Linked DNA regions of Pan troglodytes: all the other regions are linked to region 1. Evidence: chromatin contacts called from public HiChIP or PLAC-seq data. All regions are on one chromosome and are shown on one strand. Each heading gives the region's core, a stretch centred on a gene start, on an enhancer-like site or on the middle of the called end of the contact. The rest is flanking DNA. Distances are from core to core; before and after follow the strand shown. Region 1 holds the start of KRR1 (KRR1 small subunit processome component homolog). Region 2 holds the start of BBS10 (Bardet-Biedl syndrome 10). Region 3 holds the start of PHLDA1 (pleckstrin homology like domain family A member 1).

The links. HiChIP or PLAC-seq counts read pairs in DNA pulled down with a chosen protein or histone mark.
Region 2: a contact with region 1 is called in an H3K4me3 HiChIP or PLAC-seq map of stem cell-derived excitatory neurons, with 16 times the contacts expected there. The contact joins the promoter of BBS10 here to the promoter of KRR1 in region 1. A contact is called at or near these places in 2 of 7 Hi-C or Micro-C datasets (blood and stem cell-derived neural progenitor cells) and 1 of 1 datasets of contacts at active chromatin or transcription factors (stem cell-derived excitatory neurons).
Region 3: a contact with region 1 is called in an H3K4me3 HiChIP or PLAC-seq map of stem cell-derived excitatory neurons, with 14 times the contacts expected there. The contact joins the promoter of PHLDA1 here to the promoter of KRR1 in region 1. A contact is called at or near these places in 2 of 7 Hi-C or Micro-C datasets (induced pluripotent stem cells and stem cell-derived neural progenitor cells) and 1 of 1 datasets of contacts at active chromatin or transcription factors (stem cell-derived excitatory neurons).

Annotation. Positions count from the first base shown.
Region 1 is chr10:82,278,837-82,281,650 of NHGRI_mPanTro3-v2.0_pri, reverse strand. KRR1 (KRR1 small subunit processome component homolog) reads left to right here and starts at 1,381. Exons shown (of 10, transcript XM_003952244.6): 1 at 1,381-1,698. The coding sequence starts at 1,614.
Region 2 is chr10:83,125,094-83,127,907 of NHGRI_mPanTro3-v2.0_pri, reverse strand. BBS10 (Bardet-Biedl syndrome 10) reads left to right here and starts at 1,406. Exons shown (of 2, transcript XM_001161619.7): 1 at 1,406-1,821; 2 at 2,196-2,814. The coding sequence starts at 1,625.
Region 3 is chr10:82,796,152-82,798,965 of NHGRI_mPanTro3-v2.0_pri, reverse strand. PHLDA1 (pleckstrin homology like domain family A member 1) reads left to right here and starts at 1,345. Exons shown (of 2, transcript XM_001161528.7): 1 at 1,345-2,814. The coding sequence starts at 2,780.

The DNA.
Region 1 (2,814 bases), core at 132-2,631:
CCCCTTTCAGTAATGATTTGGAAAAAGATGTAAAAATTTCAAAAAGGGACAGGTGAACTGTGGGCTCTGCATAGTATGGTAATTAAAAGGTTGGGTTTTACAAACAGACTCAATAGTGCCAAGAAAAGGATGGGTGGGTTTTCGTTTTCCCATCTCCATCATATTCTCAATATTCCTCAAATAATAGCAATACTAAGATTAAAAATACACACGTAAATGGGAAGAAAAGCCTATGTAGACAATTTTGCTATAAAATAAAGGGCTTTAACACAAATATTATTTCTAGACTATTCCCTCCCCTTAATCCCTATCAGCCCTCTAACACATCTGAAGTTCCTAATGAATAGTAGCCCCCTGAAGCTGCTAGGTCAAACTGCCTGAACTTGAAGACGGGCCTTCCACTTATTAGTGATTGAGTTACTTAAAATAAGAATGGTAAAAACCTGCTTCATGAGGTGTACTCCTCACTTTATAACTTTCACCTGCTGCTATCTGTTCTATTTTAGGAATTTATCATTTTTTGAGGAAATTAAAAGAACAGAGATAAAATCCCTGTCATTTATAAAACTCACAGGATAAAAACAAAAAACCCCTCTGTCGTGGGTTCTTCTGTCCATATGTAACAATCTGTTTCATACCTGGATCTCATATATGAAAACCTAAATTATTGTATAAGATACACGAGAGTGGATTTATCAGACAAACGTGTATTTCACTAATGCAAGGAATTTAACCTATCAAAGACTTTCCCTATTTGCTGCAGAAAATTTTAGAAATGCAAGCAATAAAATCAAAATTTAAAAAAATCTTGTATTTGGCATGTCGAAGACCTTTTATACTTCTAAAAGTGCAGTTATTTGTAGTTAGTGATGAACCTCTCTACACATCTTAGCCCTATGTAATGTTGGGGGTAGAAAATTAGTTTAGAGATTTTGAGAAATCTTAGGCTAGTTGAAATACTTCAGAAACGTCAGGATGTTGAATTACCATCCCTCTGACTTAGACAGAGAAATACCAACACTCGGGAAGATTACCATCAGAAACAACTTGGAAAAGTTTAATTTTGTCACTGTTTTTAAAATTAGAAATAATGTAAATAAAGTACTGAAACAAAGTAGTCTCACAATAAATAGTAGCTATTCCTGTCACTTCTTGCAGTGGAGGCCCAATGTACATTGTATTCTCATATTTGTACTTCCTCCCAACATCTAGCGCATATTTGGCCAACATATAAACATTTATCGAAAGAATGAATGACATCAATGACAGGTTGGTAGCACTCCGCTGTCCGATGGCCCAGGTTAGACCGTGAGGCCACGAGGAAACTACGGATAAAACAGTATCCAATTTGCCTATACCGCCTGCTAAACTACAAGTCCCAGTACGCAAACTCCATGGTTTCAAGGCATACTGGGAGAAAGTCTCCGGCTCTTCATTGGCCACGTAGGAGAAGCTGTGGTTTGTGTAAAAGCGCGGGCTTTAACGCACGTACGCACGGAGACTGCGCAGATCTCCTCGTCTGAGTTCCGCGGAACTCATTTTGAGTGTAGGCGTTTTAGCAGGTAGGGTTTAAGAACAGTTTCATTTCCGGAGCCACCGGAAGCAGCTTGCAAATGGCGTCTCCCTCGCTGGAGCGGCCAGAAAAAGGGGCTGGAAAAAGTGAATATCGTAACCAGAAGCCGAAGCCGGAGAACCAAGGTGATGTTATGTGGGAACCGAAGCCTGGGGTTTGTGTACGTTGAGTTGCGATGTTTTTTTCTTTCGTTCCTCGTGGACTTATAAAACCACCTGGAGCCTGTACTGTGTAGTTGAGTACCTGAATAATCGCTGATAAGATTTTGGCTGGGCCCACAGGAACGGCTGGCCGATATGGTGCCACCCAGGTGTTCCTAATTCATTGCTTTTGCTAAAGGGTCCCCAAAGCGAAGCTGTTGCGGATTACGTCTTTTGTAAAAGGATGAGTATTAAGAAAATGCCTAGGGCGACGCAGAACCTTGTAGCCTGCGGGTGGCTGAAAGTCACTGACGGAATGAGGAATAGGGTGAGGTGGGAATAGGTAGTCATGATATACAGGAGTGGACCCTGATAATGGGGTGAGGTATGGGGAAAGGAGCTGTCCGACATGTCCTTAGCTCTAGTTTGTCAGTAAAGACATTTTGAAAGATTATCAATTCCTGTTTGTCAGATGCTAAAATATTAGACGACACAGCCCTTACTCTTTAGGTTGTGTTACCTTTTAATTGTTAACTCCTGCGTTGTAGTCTGGTTTTACCCGTTTTCTTCAGTGTGAATGATAGAGAAGTCATAAATAGCCTGGGGATCTGTTCAACCAGGCTTATAGGAAGTGTTAAAAACATTGAACTCTCAATTTAGATGCATTGGGAAAGTATTCAAAGTTTCTTTGTTGTTGCTCGTTAAATGATTATGTAACGTACATAGCAGAGGATACAACTTATATAGAGTTTAATAAAACCATGCGGGAAACTAGCATTCAGACTAAGTAAAATAGAGCATTACCATACCCCTCAAACCCTTACGTGCACCTCTCAGATCATATTCTCTTTTCCTGTATCAGACGTAACCACCCTGAATTGTGTTGCATTCTGTTCCTCTTCTTGTAGTCATGAAGTGGCTTAATTTAGCCTGTTTTTAAATTTTATATACATGAAAGTGGACCGTATGCATTTTTCTGTGTCTTCTTAGATTTAGCTTTTTGTTTTTCAAACAGGGTGATACTTGCAGGTGTAGTTTTAGTCTTTTCACTGTTATGTGGTGTTTCCTTGTATGAATATACCCCAATTTATTTTTTCATTT
Region 2 (2,814 bases), core at 157-2,656, 850 kb before region 1:
TTTTAGTAGAGACGGGATTTTGCTATGTTGGCCATGCTGGTCTTGAACTCTCGGCCTCCTGTGATCTCCCACCTCGGCCTCCCAAAGTCCTGGAATTACAGCCATGAGCCACTGCGGCAGGCCCATTGTTTGTAAAGATGAGAAAAGCAGAGATCAAAGAGGTTACTTGGTGAATGCCACAGGTAAGGAAATGACAGAGCAAACCCAGGTCTGAATCCAAAGCCCATACTCTCAAGTGCCTGTGTTTTAGGCCAGGCAAGGTGGCTCATGCCTGTAATCCTAAAACTTTGGAAGGCCAAGTTGGGAGGATCACTTGAGGCCAGGAATTCAAGATCAGCCTGGGCAACACAGGGAGACCCTGTCTCTACTAAAAGAGAAAATAACCAGGCGTAGTGAGGCACAAAGCGACTTGAAGGCTAAGACAGGAGGATCACGAGCTCAGGAATGCGGAGCTGCAGTAAGCTATGATCTCTCCACTGCACTCCAGCCTGGGCGGCAGAGTGAAACTTCATCTCTTAAAAAAGAAAAAAATGTTAGACAGTATTTTCTGTCTTTGGGTTATATACAATAATCCTTGGCCATGTGTTTTAAAGCATACTGTTGATCACCGACGTGATTAATGGATTTAAATCTGTACAGCGGCTCATGCCTGTAATCCCAACACTCTGAAAGGCCGTGGCAGGTGGATCATTCAGGTCATGAGTTCGAGACCAGCCTGGTCAACATGGTGACATCCCCATCTCTACTAAAAATACAAATATTGGCGGGGCACAGTGGCGTATGCCTGTAATCCCAGCTACTTGAGAGGCTGAGGCACGGGAATCGCTTGAGCCCGGGAGGCGGAGGTTGCAGTCAGCCGAGATTGTGCCACTGCACTCCAGCCTGGGCGACAGAGCGAGAGTCCATCTCAAAAAATAAATAGAGACTTCGCATCATTTCTGCTTAATATATTTGTGGTGTCTAGAGTTTTATTGTGATACCTGAGTCTAGGAAATGTGGTAAAGCCTCTGCAGCAGACCTAAAGCCTGCAATTCATGGCTGTGGCCAGGCTCTCCTCACCTGTCCTGCATCTACAAATTATTTCCGTTATGGTAAGGAGAGCAACTCGTGGAGAATGTGGACAGGAACATGCGTGAATCCAAGGCAGAGGTTTTGCCCCGGAAAAAGCAGCTTCTGGCAGGGGATGAAAGCCAGCAGAGTTCCAACCGGGGTGCCCTCTCCTTCACGCAGGCCCCACTACCGTGTTGACTTAGGAAGAAAGTTTCTCGGGAGACTAAGGGATTTGGGGGCAGCGGACGCCACTGGAGGGAGATGAATTCACCTAGGGAGCCGGGGAGGGGCTTAGGGTTGCCTCTCCAGGCACAGCTGCTGGAAATCCTAGTCTGTTTTTTCTGTCTTCGCGTACAACGGGCCAGCTCACCCCACCTGGCAAAGCTGCAGGGCTTTTCCACCAAGCGGACAGAAGGGCAGCCCTCTCGCCCAACCAAGAAGCCGTGCTACCCCGGCTTCGGCTCCTGGCTTCCGGGTTTTCTCCCCGCCTATTCCGTTTCCGGCTGTTCCCACCCCTGTTTTCGGTCGTCCCGGGTGTTCTGCAAGCTGGTCAAAAAGGGGAAGCGGCCCAGATATGTTAAGTTCTATGGCCGCTGCAGGGTCTGTGAAGGCGGCGTTGCAGGTGGCCGAGGTGCTGGAAGCCATCGTGAGCTGCTGCGTGGGGCCCGAGGGACGGCAAGTTTTGTGTACGAAGCCCACTGGCGAGGTGCTTCTCAGCCGGAATGGAGGCCGCCTCCTGGAGGCGCTACACTTAGAGCATCCCATAGCCAGGTACCCGCGTCCCACACGCTAACCCGTAGCCGGGCACCCCAGGCAGCCTCTGTGGAGCTCTTGTCCCATCCTGAGGCGATGCGTACTTAGAAAGACTGACCTCGGGTGAAACCGCTGTATGCTCGGAATTAGAGCCCTGCCCAAGGGAACACTCCTGCACCCCAAATCTTACCAATTCCCAAGACCACTTCTCCCCACTCCACCCAACGGTGGAATCTTGGAATAGAGCAGAGTTTTTTCCAAGAAAGGAAAAAACTAAGGATGTGTCAAAGGAACAATATTCTCATTTTATGCTTATGGCTGTGTAAACATGGTTTTAAGATGTGGGAAGCCAGCCTTCTGAAAATGAGTTGCTTTATTTCTTTTTTGTACAGGATGATAGTGGACTGTGTTTCCAGTCATCTCAAAAAAACAGGAGATGGTGCAAAAACATTTATTATCTTTCTTTGCCATTTGCTTAGAGGACTTCATGCAATCACAGACAGAGAAAAGGATCCTTTGATGTGTGAAAACATTCAAACCCAGGGAAGGCATTGGAAAAATTGTTCTCGGTGGAAATTTATTTCCCAGGCTCTCCTAACGTTTCAGACACAAATATTAGACGGTATTATGGACCAGTACCTAAGTAGACACTTTTTGTCTATCTTTTCGTCTGCTAAAGAGAGAACATTGTGTAGGAGCTCTTTAGAGTTGCTCTTAGAAGCATACTTTTGTGGAAGAGTGGGAAGAAATAATCATAAATTTATTTCACAGTTGATGTGTGACTACTTTTTCAAGTGTATGACTTGTAAAAGTGGGATTGGTGTATTTGAGTTAGTGGATGACCATTTTGTAGAGTTGAATGTTGGTGTCACTGGCCTTCCTGTTTCAGATTCCAGGATCATAGCTGGTCTTGTGCTTCAGAAAGATTTTTCTGTGTACCGCCCAGCAGATGGTGACATGCGAATGGTGATAGTAACAGAAACCATTCAGCCTCTTTTTTCCACTTCTGGA
Region 3 (2,814 bases), core at 96-2,595, 520 kb before region 1:
AGAGAAGAGAAAGCACCTCATAGAGGAGACACTGGAGATGTAAAGGAAAACTGAGTGATGTCCATGAAGCCAAGTGATAAACTTTATCCAAGAGAAGAAAATGAACTGTCCAGTGCTGCTGATAGATAACTTTATATTGCCAGCTGTAAAATGTACTTTCAATTAGCCATTTCAAATTTGTTTACCAAAGCAATGATTTTGTTGGCTAGTTTTCTAAACTTCAGTAACTTTTCAGTGACTTGTAGGTTTTCATTGCATATACAGCTGAATTTTTTTTTTTTTTTAAACAGGGTCTTGCTGCCACCCAGGCTTGTATAGTGGTGCGATCCTAGCTCCTGCAACCTTGAACTTCTGGGCTCAAACAGTCCTCCACCTCAGCCTCCCAAGTAGCTGGGACTACATGGTGCATGCCACCACACCTAGCTAATTTTTTTTTTACATTTGTAGAGGGAGGCCTTGCCATGTAGCCCAGGTTGGTTTCAAACTCCTGGGCTCAAGGGATCCTCTCACCTCAGCCCCCTAGAGTGTTGGTATTACAGGTGTGAACCACCATGCCTGGCCCAAAAGTTGTTTTTTTTTTTTTTTTTAAGTTATTTTCTGTAATGCATTTTCTGTGAATTTATTGTCTTTAAAAATTGGCAAATATGGCCATTTTGACATATTTGCCAAATATGAGCATATGGCAACTATGCTTTTAATTTGTTAAGTCACCAACTGTTGGTGGTAACTGTTGAAATAACAAATTAAGAGCAAAGTTATCACCAATCTACGGGATCCTTACACTACTGATATTTTCTATAATGCACCGTAGTCAGACATTGTAGACTTAACCTCTGAGCTGCTCACAAAATTACTAAATCATTCTGAAATACGTAACTGCAAATTCTGGGCTTTAAAGTCTCTAGTTATAATTAAATGGGTGATTTTGAAAATTGGTGGCTGTTCAGACATTTTCAAATGAGAATAGAATGCATTTGTTTCAGACTGATAAACTGCAGAAGGTTAGATAACACCAAACACATTTGAGTTTCTCCTAAGAAAATGACTTGGGGCTCCAGATTACATCTCATTTTTTTTTTTTTTTTACCCTATCAAGTTTGTTTTTCCATATGAAATGTCTTTCCCAACTACACCTGCCCTTGGAGACTGTGAATAACAGACTTAAAGGAAGTATCCTCTCCAGATGAGCTGAAGAATGTCATCCTCTTACAAGAATGAACAGCTGGTCATGGAGAAATTCTCTGGAATGCTCACTTGTCCTACAAAGGCAGGGGAGCAGAAAACATGTAGTTTTTTTGTTGTTGGTATACATAATTGTAAATCTTTGAGATAATTTTACTAGAAGTCCACATAATTTTAATAATTGCCTTTCTCCTGAAAAGATTGCTAATAAATTAACAATGTGAAGGCTAGAAAGCTGGCCAAGCATAATCCGGTGGGACTCCGGATTGCTGGCTGGATTGTCCCGTTTGATCAGACATTGTTTCTTAGATGAATATTCAGGACGCCCTCGTGTATAAAAGTTGTCCTTTGTTCTGACTACCTTGGTATTAAGTTCGAATTTCTTACCATGACACACAAAGGATTCGATTCTTGCTTAGCTCTCTAAGCTCCTCTCACTTTCTCTTCCCCTCTTGAATTCTTTGCTCTTGCCACACAACTAGCAGATGAACTAATCTATCTGTTCCAACGTGGGCACAGTAGCAGCCCTAACTCTTACCTTGGCCCACTCTGACTTGTCCAGCCCTGGTTGAATTCTTCGTATCCCCGTGAGGGTCCGCACGTAGTTGGGGCTGTTTACTAAACGGATGAACTTCCCTACCGGGAGGCTAGGTCTCGGTTATGCCTTACTTCCCAGGAAGCGGCTTCTATAGGCATTGTTTAAATGTAGGAGTAGGAGGGAGCTGGGGGTATTGCATTCCCCAGGTCACAGATAAATGAGATTCCAAAACCAAGATCTGGCTAGGCCTTGGAAAGAGGGACCTGCGAGGCCGACCAGACGTTTGGAACTGCGCCTTGCAGTGTGGGATCTCAGCACCGGATATTACCCCGGTTTGTAGAGAGTTGAGTTACTGTTTTAAGAGACGTTGCACACCGTACGGGTCAAGAAGAAAGCCGAAGACGGGTTAGCGCCTGCGGTCGGGGTCGAGAAAAAGGCGAGATGCGACCTGACGTGGGTCCACCTCTCTCCACCCGTGGCAAGCCCGACAGTCGCACTATTGCTTTAACAATCGCCCTCTTTCCAAGAAGAGCTACTTAGTGACCGTGAGCGAATATGCGTGGGAAGACACGATGTCCTCTCGGCCTCTGTGCGCTCAGTTGTTTACCTAGGCGTCCGGGGGAGGCACACTCGCGGGACTCGCGGGACTCGGCCCCGGCCTCCTAGCTCGCCCAGGACACGACGCTGGTTCTGCGGGCTCTCGGAGCCCAGCGCGAATCCCCCGGGCTAATTCCCAAGAACCGAGAGGCAGCACTGCCTGGAGGCTGCCCCCGCCTCCGCGCCCCCGTCCTCACTTTCTGAGGCTGTTAGCAGAGAGTCCCGCGGGCCGGGGAGAAGCGGGACGCGGGGGATGGCCTCGCAGCGCCCTGTGAGCGTCGGCAGTAGTCAGGCAGCCAGGGCTCCTTGGGCGATCGCCCTGGGTAGAGGAGAGGAGTTTCCGGGGCTCGGGTCCGGGTCGCCTTCCAGGGGAACAAGCGCGGAAGCAAGTGGGCGGCGAGAGGCGGAGCAAGAGACACTGGAGGGCGTGGACGCAGCCGGCTTTGGAAAGGCCCCAAGTTAATGAGGCGTGCGCCGGCTGCCGAGCGCCTCTTGGA